Linked DNA regions of Pelodiscus sinensis: region 2 is linked to region 1. A link is a contact called in public Hi-C data. All regions are on one chromosome and are shown on one strand. The core of a region is the stretch at or near the end of the contact, and the rest is flanking DNA. Distances in the headings are between cores, read along the strand shown. Region 1 holds the start of MCFD2 (multiple coagulation factor deficiency 2, ER cargo receptor complex subunit). Region 2 holds the start of CRIPT (CXXC repeat containing interactor of PDZ3 domain).

Region 1 (6,709 bases), core at 1,531-4,030:
CCAGGATGCTCCACTTCCCACTGCCACAGAGAAGTGAGGTGCAGCGGGCTGGAAGAGCAGCATGGAGGAGTAGAGCAGAGCAGGCTGGCTGCTCCAGCTCCCACCACGGTGGTGAGAGTTGGGGGGGAGAGAGAGAGCAACCCCTGATCCGAGTCCCCAGTAATCTCCTGGCTCAGCAGGGAGCAGAGTAGCAGTGGGAAGAACCACAGCATGGGCAGTGAAGGGGTGGGATCTGCAGAAGGGTTGAGCTGGGCACCATGCCTAGGGCACTGGGAGGAGGGGTTGCTCCAGGCCCCATGTTCCTCTTGGGATGGCCCTGCGCAGCTCCCACCCACCATTGTGTCTGCTGGCTGGTTCCTTCCTGGCTCCTGCCCAAGTCTAGCATGTTCCACATCCCAGAGTGGCAGGTTGCCAGGCAGAGCAGTCTCTACCCCCCTCCCGAGTTGGGTGATTCCATAGCCCCAGCTTTCCTGGTCTTGGAGCACCGGGTGGCCACCAGCCTCAGTGCTGGGCCTAGAGCAGCCTGCTGTACACAGGAAGAAGCCTGACATAAGGCAGAGTGTAGGCAAGGCCACCATGTCTGTTTGGGTAGGCAATGCCTTCCTTTGCCTTCGTTCTCTGACACTCATATCCCAGCTCTCATGAAGGTCCCCATGTCTCCACTGAATGATTTATACATAGCTGGAATGAGTTTGACTCAGCTGTGTGTTAGTATTAGTAAAACAGGAATTAGAATTCTAAGAATGTGTTTTGACTTTATGTGATGCTTGTAAGTTGCTGCACTATAAGGTATAAAGTAATATTCACTATAAGGTATAAAGTAATATTTCAGCATTTGTTTGGTAACCCCTTAGATCACCAGCCAGAAAAGTGACATTAACTAGTATGAAGTGCTGATATCCCACAGAAGATGTTATATTCTGGCCAACAAGAAAGGCCCATCAACAACAGATGGAATAGCGTGGAACATTAAAGAGGACAAAAAACTATGTTTACTCTTTCCTGTCCCAAAATATGAAGGGGCAAATGGGGGGTTAGGGTTAGGGTTAGGCCTCACATCCTCCAAGGTACAGCCCTGATCTCTACATAGCATATAATAGGACTGGATGTAAGCATTTTGGTATGAGAACTAAAGTACATCTGCCAGTGGATAAGTGATTGATCCTTTGGGCTGTGGAGAAACCTAAATATTACCCCAGGGGGTAGCTGAGTTTGTTGGTTTTTTTAAGTTTTTCCAGTTACAGATTAATAGTATTGCAGCACCTTAGATACTACTAAAACAGGTAGATGGTAACATGAGCTTTTGATAGCACAACCCACTTCTTCAGATGAATGGCTAAATATTGCTGTGATCTTTGGTAAGGGACCATCTATCACTAAGGCATGCTTATTTGGGTGGCAAGACTAATCTGAGTACACCACAGACTGACTGCATGTTAGGACTATTATAGTGCCTGAGGAATTTACACTTGATAAGTGGTGAAACAAAATCTAAGTATCAGCATTCCAAATTAAAGTGGAGGTTGGACCCTTTTCCTAACAGTCTGCCCCAGAGAGAGCACTAATACTCTTGAGACAGGGCAGCCTTGAAAGCTATATGTTAGATCTGATTTTTCCTCATTACTATATCTGGCTCATTAATGAGCACTAGTCAATAAAGCTGGCCTAATAACAATGTGATGAATGTTTACAAAAGCAAAATGACTGTACAGATTTCTTGAGATAGGCAACATTCCTAGAAGAGACAGGGAGTGGACTGGTACAATGTAAACACAGGGGCATAGAAAGGCTATTAAGATACTGAAACAAAAAACAGGACTATGTAGCACTTTAAAGACTAACAAGATGGTTATTAAGTGATGAGCTTTCCTGGGCCAGACCCACTCCCACAAAAGCTCATCGCCTACTAAACCATCTTGTTAGTCTTTAAAGTGCTACATAGTCCTGTATTTTGTTTCAGCTACACCAGACTAACAGGGCTACATTTCTATCACTATTAAAATACTGGTATAAGAAAGCAAATAACATTGGGGTCAGAACAGAAGCAAACCAAAGTGCTTGCTAAACACACTCCTGAGCTGCCATGCGGAGGAGGAGGCGTTTCTAGAACCAATGACATAAACAAGCCCCCTCCCCCACGTGCAAACACACACAAAGTGTGAGGGAGAAAAATTCCGCACGAGAGTTGAAAATTGCCCCCAAACCTAGTGCTCCCCCCCCTCCACCCGCCGCGCTACAGAACCGGGACAGCGGCCTCGACCAAGGCACTTGTTCAACCAGGGCCACGCGCAGGGAAGCCCCCGCCCGACTCGTGGGCGCTGGCGCAGCAGCTGAGCGAGCCGGACGCTGCTCCTGTCCCGGGCCCCTTTCAAGTGGCCGGGCGTGTCGCGCTCCAGGCAGCGCTAGGCCTGACTGTCTCCGCCCCGCCCCTTCCGTCCGAGGCCCCGCCCCTTCCGGGACGCAGAGCCACGCCCCCACACCTCAGCTGTGGACCTTGCTGCCTGGGATGCATTTTGTGGGGGGAGGGGCCAAGGAGAGGCCTGGAACAGGCTCAGGGCAGGTCTATTTGGAAACCATGGGAGAGGAGGCTCTTACAGGACTCCCCTCCTGGGTGAGCTCCAAGCCCCGCCCACTTGACCACCGACGCATTGCCGGGGGCGGTGCAGCGAGAGGCAGAGGCCGATGGGGGCAGGAGTCACGGAGGAGGCGGGGCACATGGAAGGAGCGTTTCATGCTGGTCACCTGACACACTCCCGCCCCCACCCCCACCTGTCCCTTCATTTTCGTTACACGTGGAATGTCCAGGAGCCTTGACGTTCTCCCAGCTCTGGCTGGCGAAAGCCAATGAGCGGGAGGGGGCGTGGCAGGACGCGAGCGTGCGTCGGGTCAAAGATGCGCCTGGGGACGGTGGCCGGCTGGGTCTACTCCCTTGCGCACCTGCCTGTGCCCCGGTGCTGTGCCCCGGGACGTTGTCGGCTACGCAGCCGGTGAGTTCGGGCCGCGCCTCACATTGCGGAGCGTCGCGGGCGGGGCGAGTCGGCACCTCCCCCGCGCTCGGAGACGCGCCCCGGCCGCGCTGAGCTCGGCTGCGATGGGTTTGCGGCCGGCGGCGGGGGCTACGGTCCCGCGCGCCCCGCCACACCGGGCGCTGTCACGCAGAGCCAGTCCGGCTCCTTGGCAGAGCCGGCGTAATCGCGGGGAGACCCGGTCGCGTGAGGCGCGCGGCAGCGGGGCCGGTAGGTGGGGGCTCAGGGCCCTGGCGTGGGGGCTGTTTGAGGGGTGTCCGGTAGCCGAGCAGGGCTGCAGTAACACGTAGATGGAAACGGGCAGCGGGCGCAGGCAATTAACTGAACCTAATGACCCTGCAGTCACCGCTCTCCTGCCTTCCAGTCTCTTTCCCTGCTAATCGCTCGTCAGTTGCACAGCGGCTGGGTGGGGAGGCTGTGGTGCTTGTTATTGTTTTACAAACCTTCAGCTCATCCCAGTGAAGGGCTGGATGTCAAGTACGTTTTAAACTAAACTGTTGTAACTGGGCATCTACCTTGCAGATTATCAGGAGCTGATGTTCAGGACTCTTCTTAAAATTCTCTGCTGGTGGAAGTGAATTTCAAATCAGGGGAGTTATGTCTGCAGAAAACGTGGCCTTCTCTTATCCCTAATTGACAACAGGGGAAATTATTGCAGAGAGGGTTTGAAAATTGCTCCTAGCATGTAGTGAATTAGTGTCAGAGAACAGTAGAATTCAGGAATTCCTGGATCTTACATCTTGTCTAAGGTGGGTTTTTTTTAAAGCCTATATAGTTAGACCATTCTGAAAGGCTTTATGGGCACTCTTATTTCAGTATAAAATGATTTATTTCGGTTAAGCTGTTCCTGAGTGACAGAAATCAGTCACTCATATCCTAAGTAATAATTTGCATCACTATAAATTGCACCAGTATACAAGAGAAGGTGTGAATTTAAGTTGTTACACCTTACACTGGTGCAAATCCATATTGGGTATATGAGTATATAGCTACCACTGCTCATGGGGAAAGGGGGGGGCGAGCATCTCCTGCTGACAGCTGTCTGCACTATCAATTCTGTTGGTATAACTTATGTCAGGGCAGGGAGAGGGAGCAGTTGGTGGTTTTTTTTCCCCCACTCCTGAGTGACATGTGTTATGGGCAAAGTGCTGGGGTAGTTATAGCCTTAATTTCTTAGGCTATGTCTACACTGGCATGATCTTGCACAAGAACTCTTTTGCAGAAGGGTTCTTGTGCAAAAACTCTTCCAGAAGAGAGCATCTACACTGGTATGTGCGTTTGCGCAAGAGCATCCATGCCAGTGTAGATGCTCTCTTGTGCAAGAAAGCTCTGATGGCCATTTTAACCATAGGGCTTTCTTGTGCAAGAAATTTGTTGCCTGTCTACACTGGCCTCTTGCGCAAGAACAGTTGCGCAAGAGGGCTTATCCCCGAGCAGGAGCATCAGAGTTCTTGCACAAGAAGCACTGATTTAATACATTAGAATGTCAGTGTACTTGCGCAAGAACTCGCGACCAGTGTAGACAGGCAGCAAGTTTTTGCGCAAGAGCAGCCGCTTTTGCGTGAGATCGCGCCAATATAGACACAGCCTTAGTTAAAAACAGCTTTAAAATAAACCAGTGCAACTCTCTTATATAGACAAAGTACTGACCATGTTGCCTTTCCAATCTGTAACTTTTTCAGTCCAAACAAAATTCACTAACTGATTTGCTGCTGTGCTATATCATGTATTAATATTCTTTCAGAATACTGTTGTACCTGTGGCACTACTGGAGTGGTGTCTTGCTTTGTAAATGAGTACCATGCCATTTAAGGAATTGCACCAAAGTAGTTAGTAAATTGCAGTCTTCAGGCTTGTGGGATTTGTTCTAAAATAAATGGGTTCAGTTCAACTTTCACTGAGCAAGTACAGTGACTATTTTAGTGTCCTGGTAGGAAAAGTTTCTTTTTCCCCTGCTTTCTTTTTTTTCCTGTTATCAAAGACAAAGAAGGTAGTTCGGAAGGTAGTTGTGGAAAATATTTGATCCATTTAAAATGCGTAGCTAATAAACCTAATATTTTCATAAGTTATGCAAACTCTGTATAGCCTCCTGGCAATAGTCCATAGAGTTGTGAAAGCTGACACTAGTATTTGTATTTCTGGATTTACAGGGTGACCTGCTACTATCACATTTCAAGTGGTGTTAAATCTTCTGACAAACAAGTGGAATAGCAAACATTTCTGTTTTAGACCTGATTTGTTATTAGGCATTAACTCTTCAGGGAAACTTCTGCAAAAGGAGATCAGTATTGTTTCATGGTAGTGTTCATTTTTATAACTTGACTTAACACTATTCTGTGTTAATTAGGATTATGTGATAGAATGCATTTGTGCTCTATTTTCACCTATGTTAACTTCCATTAGTTATGACTTTAGTGATTTATACCCTTTTCATGAGAGAGGAACATTGAATGCCAAGAGTCTAAATAGTGTACCATTTTTATACACTGATTACTTATGTTTTGTCGCAAAATATCAGAAACATAAGCCTTGTTTGGGTAGTGGCACTACACGTTCAAAATAGCCACTTTGTCATTGGACAGAGCCACAAAATAATTGAAACAAAGACTGCAATAATATATAAACTCTGAACAATTTTATAATGCACTGTTGATTAAGAAGATTCATCAACGTAGCTTAATGAAACTTAGCTTCGACTATCACAATTCTATCATTAAAACTAGGACTTCTATAAAGAAAGAATGTTCTGCATTAAACTGGTATCTGAGCATTTCCACTGCTGTTTTGTTTTTTAAATATTTCCAGTAGTGCTTATGATGTCATGCCCCACTTTCATTTACATCTAAGGGAGGCTACCTAGTTGGACTAGGAAGGTCTGTAAGTTTAATTATTATTATTTTTTTTTTTTTTTAAGGAAAATACTGTAAAATGCATCTAAGTGAAGTTGCTATGACTATTTGACTAAAACAGGGCTACTCAACTTTGGAAGCTCTGGGAGGCCACAATGATACTCTCAGCACATTCTAAGGGCCACAACTTAAGTATGGTTGCATATACATGCAAATAGCTTCTTTCACATTGATGGGCATGAATACAAAGTGCTATCCCAGCACTCCTGGCAGCTTCTCCCAGGGGGCTAGAAGCACCAATACCCTCTATGCCTCTGTTCCAGCCAGCCATCTGCTTGCGCCTTTAAGTGCTCACCCCATCTGGGAGACACCTCACTGTTGTGGAGCATGTTCCCTGTGGAGGCCATGTTCAAAGAATCCTGCCCATGGGCTGCGTGTTCAGCCCTGCGTAAACCCAAACCGCACCACGGGCCTCATGCGGCCCGTTGGCCATGTGTTGAGTAGCCCTGGACTAGACAATATTTACAGAGTCAAGTAATTTATTGTGGATTTGTTCTCCAGAAAGATTAGCAGCTGCACAGCACATACTACATTTTCAAGTTGGGAATCTGAAAATTTTTGCATCCTACAATTTAATGGAGACTTCATATTTCCACTGTGCTTATTACATTGAAAACATTGCATTTCATTGAATGTATTTATCATATGTATTAATATATGTATTTTTCACTTGCTAGGAGATCATGATGGCCACAAGGATGTTGAGCACATATTTGCTATTCTGCCTAGTGTCTGCATTCTTAATTTCCTCTGTAGCTGAGGGTCACACAGAGG
Region 2 (6,019 bases), core at 1,889-4,388, 200 kb after region 1:
ACTAATACGAAGGATGTGAAAGGGAAACCACGTAAATGGTAAACTGATGAGCCCATTCTCATCGGATAATGTTCATGGTTACATGTAGGCTCTGGGTATGGCTGGTTCCCAGGGAGCTGCCTGCCACCCTGTGTTACTACCTCTGATACAGAGGCAGCAGCACAGGGTGGTAGATGAGAGATGGCACACATGGGGAGCCATCAGCCATCCCACATGTAACCACTGAAATTTTTAGGACTTTATGTGGTTACTAAGGGTGTGTCTAGACTACAGGGTTTTGTTGACAAAAGCGGACTTTTGTCAACAAAACTATACCTGCGTCTACACTGCCGCTGAGTTCTGTCGACATAATGTCGACAGAACTCACCAGTTTTGTCGACGGCTGTAAACCTCATTCTACGAGGAATAACGCCTTTTGTCGACAGAGTTCTGCATCTACACTGTCCTTTGCGTCTACACTGTCATGTTGACAAAGCGGCTTGCTTGTCAACAGAACTGGATGTAGTCTAGACGATCTTTGTCGACAGAAGCTTTGTCGACAGTATCTGTCGACAAAACTTCTGTCGACAAAAGTCTGTAGTCTAGATGTACCCTTAATTACACACATTTTAACATTCCTAACCAATACCGCATTGTTAACCTACTGTTTATCAGTTTGGTATTCCTAGTCCATTTAGCTGCTAAATATGTAGCAGTACAACAGAAAATAAAAAGTATCTAATATCTCAGAACGACCAAATAAAATAATGACCAGGATTATTAGCCTGATGGTGGGTGAAAATAAAATGTTGAGGATGAGTGGCCTAAAGCAAATGGGTGGAAAAATGAATATAGTGCACCCTGAATTTGGATAACAGGACCACCTAATCCACATTTCATTATTTCGTATTGTGATATAGTAGAAATACACACTGCTAGGGATGCGAAAGGTTAACCGGTGGGGGTTGGAGCAGCTCCCTGCCCACTGGGGGTAGGGGACTGCTCTGGCTGTGGTGACCTGCTTGTGGCAGAGGACTGAGGGAATGCCCCCACCCCCTTTAATCCATTAATTAGATACATGTAACATTTAATCAGTTAACCAATTAAATGGAATTTTACATCTCTACAAACTGCACTACAGAAGAGCAAAATAATTATAGTCCAATAGACTGAATTATCATAGGAAAGAATCTGAAGTGAAGGACAGAAATGGGGAAGCTGCTCATCTATTGGCATTGTTCTTTGCATAATAAAAGCTTAAAGTCTTCCTCAATTAAGTTAGTCTTTGAATGCAACACCTGTAGTATTTCTTGCTCCATCTTTCCATGTGTCAGGTGTAATCACAGTGCCAAGTTTCTTCTCACCTGTAACAGAACACACAGCAGGGGAAGAAAACTAGACTTAGTTTTCATTAAAGCCTCTAAGCAAATGGTTCTTATTAATACAAATGTTATTAAATATATATTTCTGGAATCAGTGCTTAGCAGCTCCACATGAGAAGCCAGGCTCTGCTTAGACCCTATAGATCCCCTGTGAAAGATGCTAGTTCATTGATAGAGGCAATGATACAGATGAGACAAGAGCAGGGGCAGCCAGGAAGCTGTGATGTGAATATTGACAGCTACCCCACACAAACCCAGGCAGTTTACCAATAGCTATGCCCATCTCAGTTATGACCGCCCAGCTGTGGGTGAGAGGGAGGAGAATGAGTGAGTGCACATGCACACACACGTGTGTGTGTGTGTGTGTGTGTAGATGAGACCCAGCCCGAACAGGGAGATACATCATGCCCCCATCCTGGCAGAGCTCCCTCTAAGCTAAACAGCTGCCTAAAAATCCTTTCACAAGGGTTCAGGGCTACTGTGCATGGAGTTGCCAGAGACTGGGGGAAGAGATGCAGGGGCAGCAGGCGGGAGCCTATACTTGATGGGAGCCAGCTTAAAAGCTGCCCTGTGTGTAACTGTGTAATTTTCAGCAGTTAGGCAGTTACACACACTTTAACATGCCTTCAGATCATCCCTGTGCAAAATGAATGTTATGTGCATCAATACGGAGGAGATGTGCTGCACATGAGCTCCATATTGGTGCACTCAGGAGAGATGTCAGACAGTGTTTAACTGACAAAAAGGCTAATGGCATATTAGGTTGCATTAAGAGGAACATTGCCAGCAGATCCAGAGATGTCATCATTCCCCTTTATTCGGCTTTGGTGAGGCTGCATCTGGAGTACTGTGTCCAGTTCTGGGCCCCCCCCCACTACAAAAAGGATGTGGATGCATTGGAGAGGGTCCAGTGGATGGCAACCAAAATGATTAGGGGGCTGGAGCATATGACTTATGAGGAGAGGCTGAGGGACTTGGGTCTGTTTAGTCTGCAGAAGCGAAGAGTGAGGGGGGATTTGATAGCAGCCTTCAACTTCCTAAAGGGAGGTTCCAAAGAAGATGGAGGGAGGCTGTTCTCAGTAGTGACAGATGGCAGAACAAGGGGCAATGGTCTCAAGTTGGGGTGGGAGAGGTCCAGGTTGGATATTAGGAAAAACTGTTTCACTAGGAGGGTGGTGAAGCACTGGAATGGGTTACCTAAGGAAGTAGTGGAGTCTCCATCCCTAGAGGTGTTTAAGTCTCGGCTTGACAGAGCCCTGGCCGGGTTGATTTAGTTGGGATTGATCCTGCCTAGAGCAAGGGCCGGACTTGACCTTCTGAGGTCTCTTCCAGCTCTATGGCTCTATGAATAATCATGGAACTTCAACCTCCCCCCTTGCGCAGATGGTAGGGGGCGGGGAAAGAGGATCCCCTGCCCCGCTGGGCACCCAGCTGCGGCGGGGGGAGGGGGGATGGTCTCGCGGCTCAGGCGGTGGGCGAGGACTCCAGGCACGCATCGGCTTGGCGGAGCCCAGGCGCGGGGCGCTGCCCGAAGTGGCGGGGAGGGACCGGCGCCCGCGAGGACTCACACTTCTCGCAGACCATGCTGAGCTGGAACCGCCGCCGGGCAGCCGCAGACCACCAACAGCTCGACAGACCAAAACAAACTGCCACTTCCGGACAGTCCCTTCCTCTTCCGGCCTCCGCGCTCGCCCGCCTCCCTATGGAGCCAACCTATGGGGCTGCTCAATGTACGTCCCCCGCAGCCTGACTGGTCGCCACCATCCGTCACTCTCATGCCTTGTGTCTTCTCCTTTGAGCAAGGCGCGCAGCGCCGCCTGCTACGCAGGGAGTTGAGCGCCGGGGCCCGAGAGCCGCGCGACCTCTGACCTCGTGTTCGGCGTAGTCCCGCCCACTGTCTGCTGACAGGGACTCGGGTAAGAGACAAACGGTCTGTGCTCTTCCTTCCCAGCAGGCTGCTGCCCGCCCCCCGCTGACTGTCTTCCTCCCCCCGCTTTCTGCTGCTCCCCCTCCCCTCCCGTGACGCGGCCCCACCTCGGGCTCCCCAGCATCCCATCCTGGGCAGCGCCCGCTGCCTTTCCTTGCTGTGGTGCGTTTTCCAGCCGAGCAGTCAAGCCTCTGCCCCTGCCAGTACTTGCTGGGCTTCTTCTCCTGTGGCATCGATGTCACAGGTCACAAGGGGGACGTGGGGCAGCATTCACCTCGCCACTCCCATCAGTGCCACTCTGGGTACCCAATGATCCTCCCAGCGAACCATTTGGTGATGCAGCCTGGTTCGGGCCATCGGAGGGTATGTCTACACTGCAGCGTTTTTCCAGAAAAAATGGCCATTTTTCTGGAAAAACAATACTTACGTCCACACTGCTTTTACTTTCTTTCGACAGAAAGCTGAAAGAACAGAGGGGCTTTTCTGACAGTGGTAAACCTCTTTCTATGAGGCAGAAGCTTTTTTCCAAAAAAGCTTTTCCAGAAAAATGCATGTGTAGACGTAGAAGAGGGAGTTCTTTTGAAAGAAAAGGCTTCCAGGAAATAACACAGGTGCCCTGGTGGCCACTCCGTCCATATTAATCACAACTTAAATGCAAGATAGCATCCAATTAATGTGGGTGCTATGTTTTGAAAAAGCACATTACTTTTTCATTGTGCTTTTGCTGTGTGGATGCACTCTTTCAAAATAAGCTTTTCCAGAAGATCTCTTCTGGAAAAACTTCCAAAAGAAGCTTGCAGTCTAGACATAGACTGAGGCATGTTGCACAAAGGTCAAACCTTTTTCCTCCTCTGCAAATTGCCTGATGGCACAAAGCCTGTGGTATAGGCTGTGTCTGCCTGAGAATGTAAACATCAGCAAAGCCAGTGAATCAGATGTTTTAGCAGAAAACATCACAATTCACTGCCAATCACAAAATGCAGTACAATATCTGAAAAAAAAAAAATTGGAATGAAACATCATGGTTGCTCCTAGGTTTTCTGTTTTAAAGTAGCACACAATTTATCTTTTTCAACGTTTTTTTTTTTTTTTTTAAGTTTACCCTCCCTCTTAAATTTTTCAGAAATTAACTACAGGAATGTCATTTGCTTTATTGTAGGTGCACTATTCAAGATAAAACACCATGAAAGATACAGAAATAAAGAGACTGCTGTTTGCCCACATCATTTGTGTATTTTCCATTATCTTAACAACTATTGTTCCACCTCTCTTTTTGGAGAACTTCTCAGTTTTGGGAACACACCTTATCTGGCTGTGCATCTGTTCTATATGTGTAACTACTGTAAATATAATATTGTATATAATACTTAAACCAAATCCGTCTTCTAAGAGAATTTCACTTGCTCACAAGGTAAGAATTTGTATAATTAACTTAATGCTAATAGCTTTGAGGAAGGGTTGACTATCTTTTTCCTGAAGAAGTCAACTAGGAAAGTAAAAGGACAAAGTACAGTCAAATGCATGGTTGTCAAATCTTCACCTTTGTAAATGAGTGGAGTAAGTGTGTATTACCTTTTGAAATGAGTTTTCCAGTATTTTTATCAGTGTTAAAACTTTCTTTTCCATTGAAGTTTTTCAGAGGGGAGCATTACTGGACCACATTCTTCTCCCAGAGCCAGGGAAAGGATCTAACAGTCCTGATGCTGCCAATTCCACTCCAACTGGTCTCTTTCTACCTTTGACATTTCCAGCAAACCCAGGAGTGCTGGTTGTATTATATCTTTAGTGTCTTTTCAAGAGCTGGTGGCTTATAGCCTAAAACCATCATCCTCCAATTCAGTGATGAGCAAACTATGCTAGTGAGCAGACAGTATGAGTGGCTCTCTTTCATTTACATGGGCTGCAAAATTGTCGTAATCAAGACTGTCATTCCTGGGATAGGGTAGCTTTGCTAGCTGTTCTTGTGTGCATAAAACTTTTGGGTTACGCTAATTGAACCATAGCAGTATTTTGGCTGTGGAGGGAGTGCATGATTCTCATAGTCAGTGTTGTGTTCAGTCAGCAGTCAGCGCACACATCATTTCACATACCCTTTGCTTTACTTCTCATTTAGTAATACCAATAGGAAAAGCTATGCAGATGGAAACCAGAGTGTGGCAACACTGCACCTGGGTAACAGTAAACAAAATGTCTTGTGGGTCACACATAGAACCTTAATGGATGTATGCAGGTCATGGGATGCCCACCATTACTCTGATAAGCTCCACGCTCGCAGAAATCAGTGAGACTCTGAATGCAGAAGTCTACGTGCACACATGTCACTGCAAGATCATGCCTAAGCCAGCATTATGTTCAAAAGTTTGGTCTCCTCTGCAGTTAACACATGTTAATACATAGAAGTAATTCAAGGAAAAACTGTAAACCCATGGAAATTTAAATGCAGGTAAAGCACAATAAAATTAATTGAGAAAGGTTAGTTAAGATTTTTTTGAACAACAAAGCCATCCCCCCATAGACACTTCAGTTTTATAGAAGACACTATAATATTACATTTTGCTGATGGAGTATTGGGAACATGAAACTCATAAAATGAATACTACCATAGGAGTTTAGACCAATACTCAGAGAGTTCAGAATGGGGAAACACAAAGGCAGGTTGTCACCAACTTTCTTCTGCACCTGATTTGCTGAGTTGAGGGGATAGACCACTATTACTAAGAACTAATGATCA

The links. Hi-C and Micro-C count contacts between places; a contact is called where the count stands out from the background.
Region 2: a contact with region 1 is called in a Hi-C map of an unstated tissue, with 3 times the contacts expected there. The contact joins the promoter of CRIPT here to the promoter of MCFD2 in region 1. A contact is called at or near these places in 2 of 5 Hi-C or Micro-C datasets (blood and an unstated tissue).

What each region holds. Positions count from the first base shown.
Region 1 is chr3:163,912,127-163,918,835 of ASM4963464v1, forward strand. MCFD2 (multiple coagulation factor deficiency 2, ER cargo receptor complex subunit) reads left to right here and starts at 2,781. Exons shown (of 5, transcript XM_075925407.1): 1 at 2,781-2,987; 2 at 5,832-5,899; 3 at 6,613-6,709. The coding sequence starts at 6,619.
Region 2 is chr3:164,111,178-164,117,196 of ASM4963464v1, forward strand. It overlaps CRIPT (CXXC repeat containing interactor of PDZ3 domain), which reads right to left and starts at 3,139. Exons shown (of 5, transcript XM_006125478.4): 1 at 2,930-3,139; 2 at 1,278-1,343. The coding sequence starts at 2,945. It overlaps PIGF (phosphatidylinositol glycan anchor biosynthesis class F), which reads left to right and starts at 3,141. Exons shown (of 6, transcript XM_006125480.4): 1 at 3,141-3,277; 2 at 4,448-4,699. The coding sequence starts at 4,472.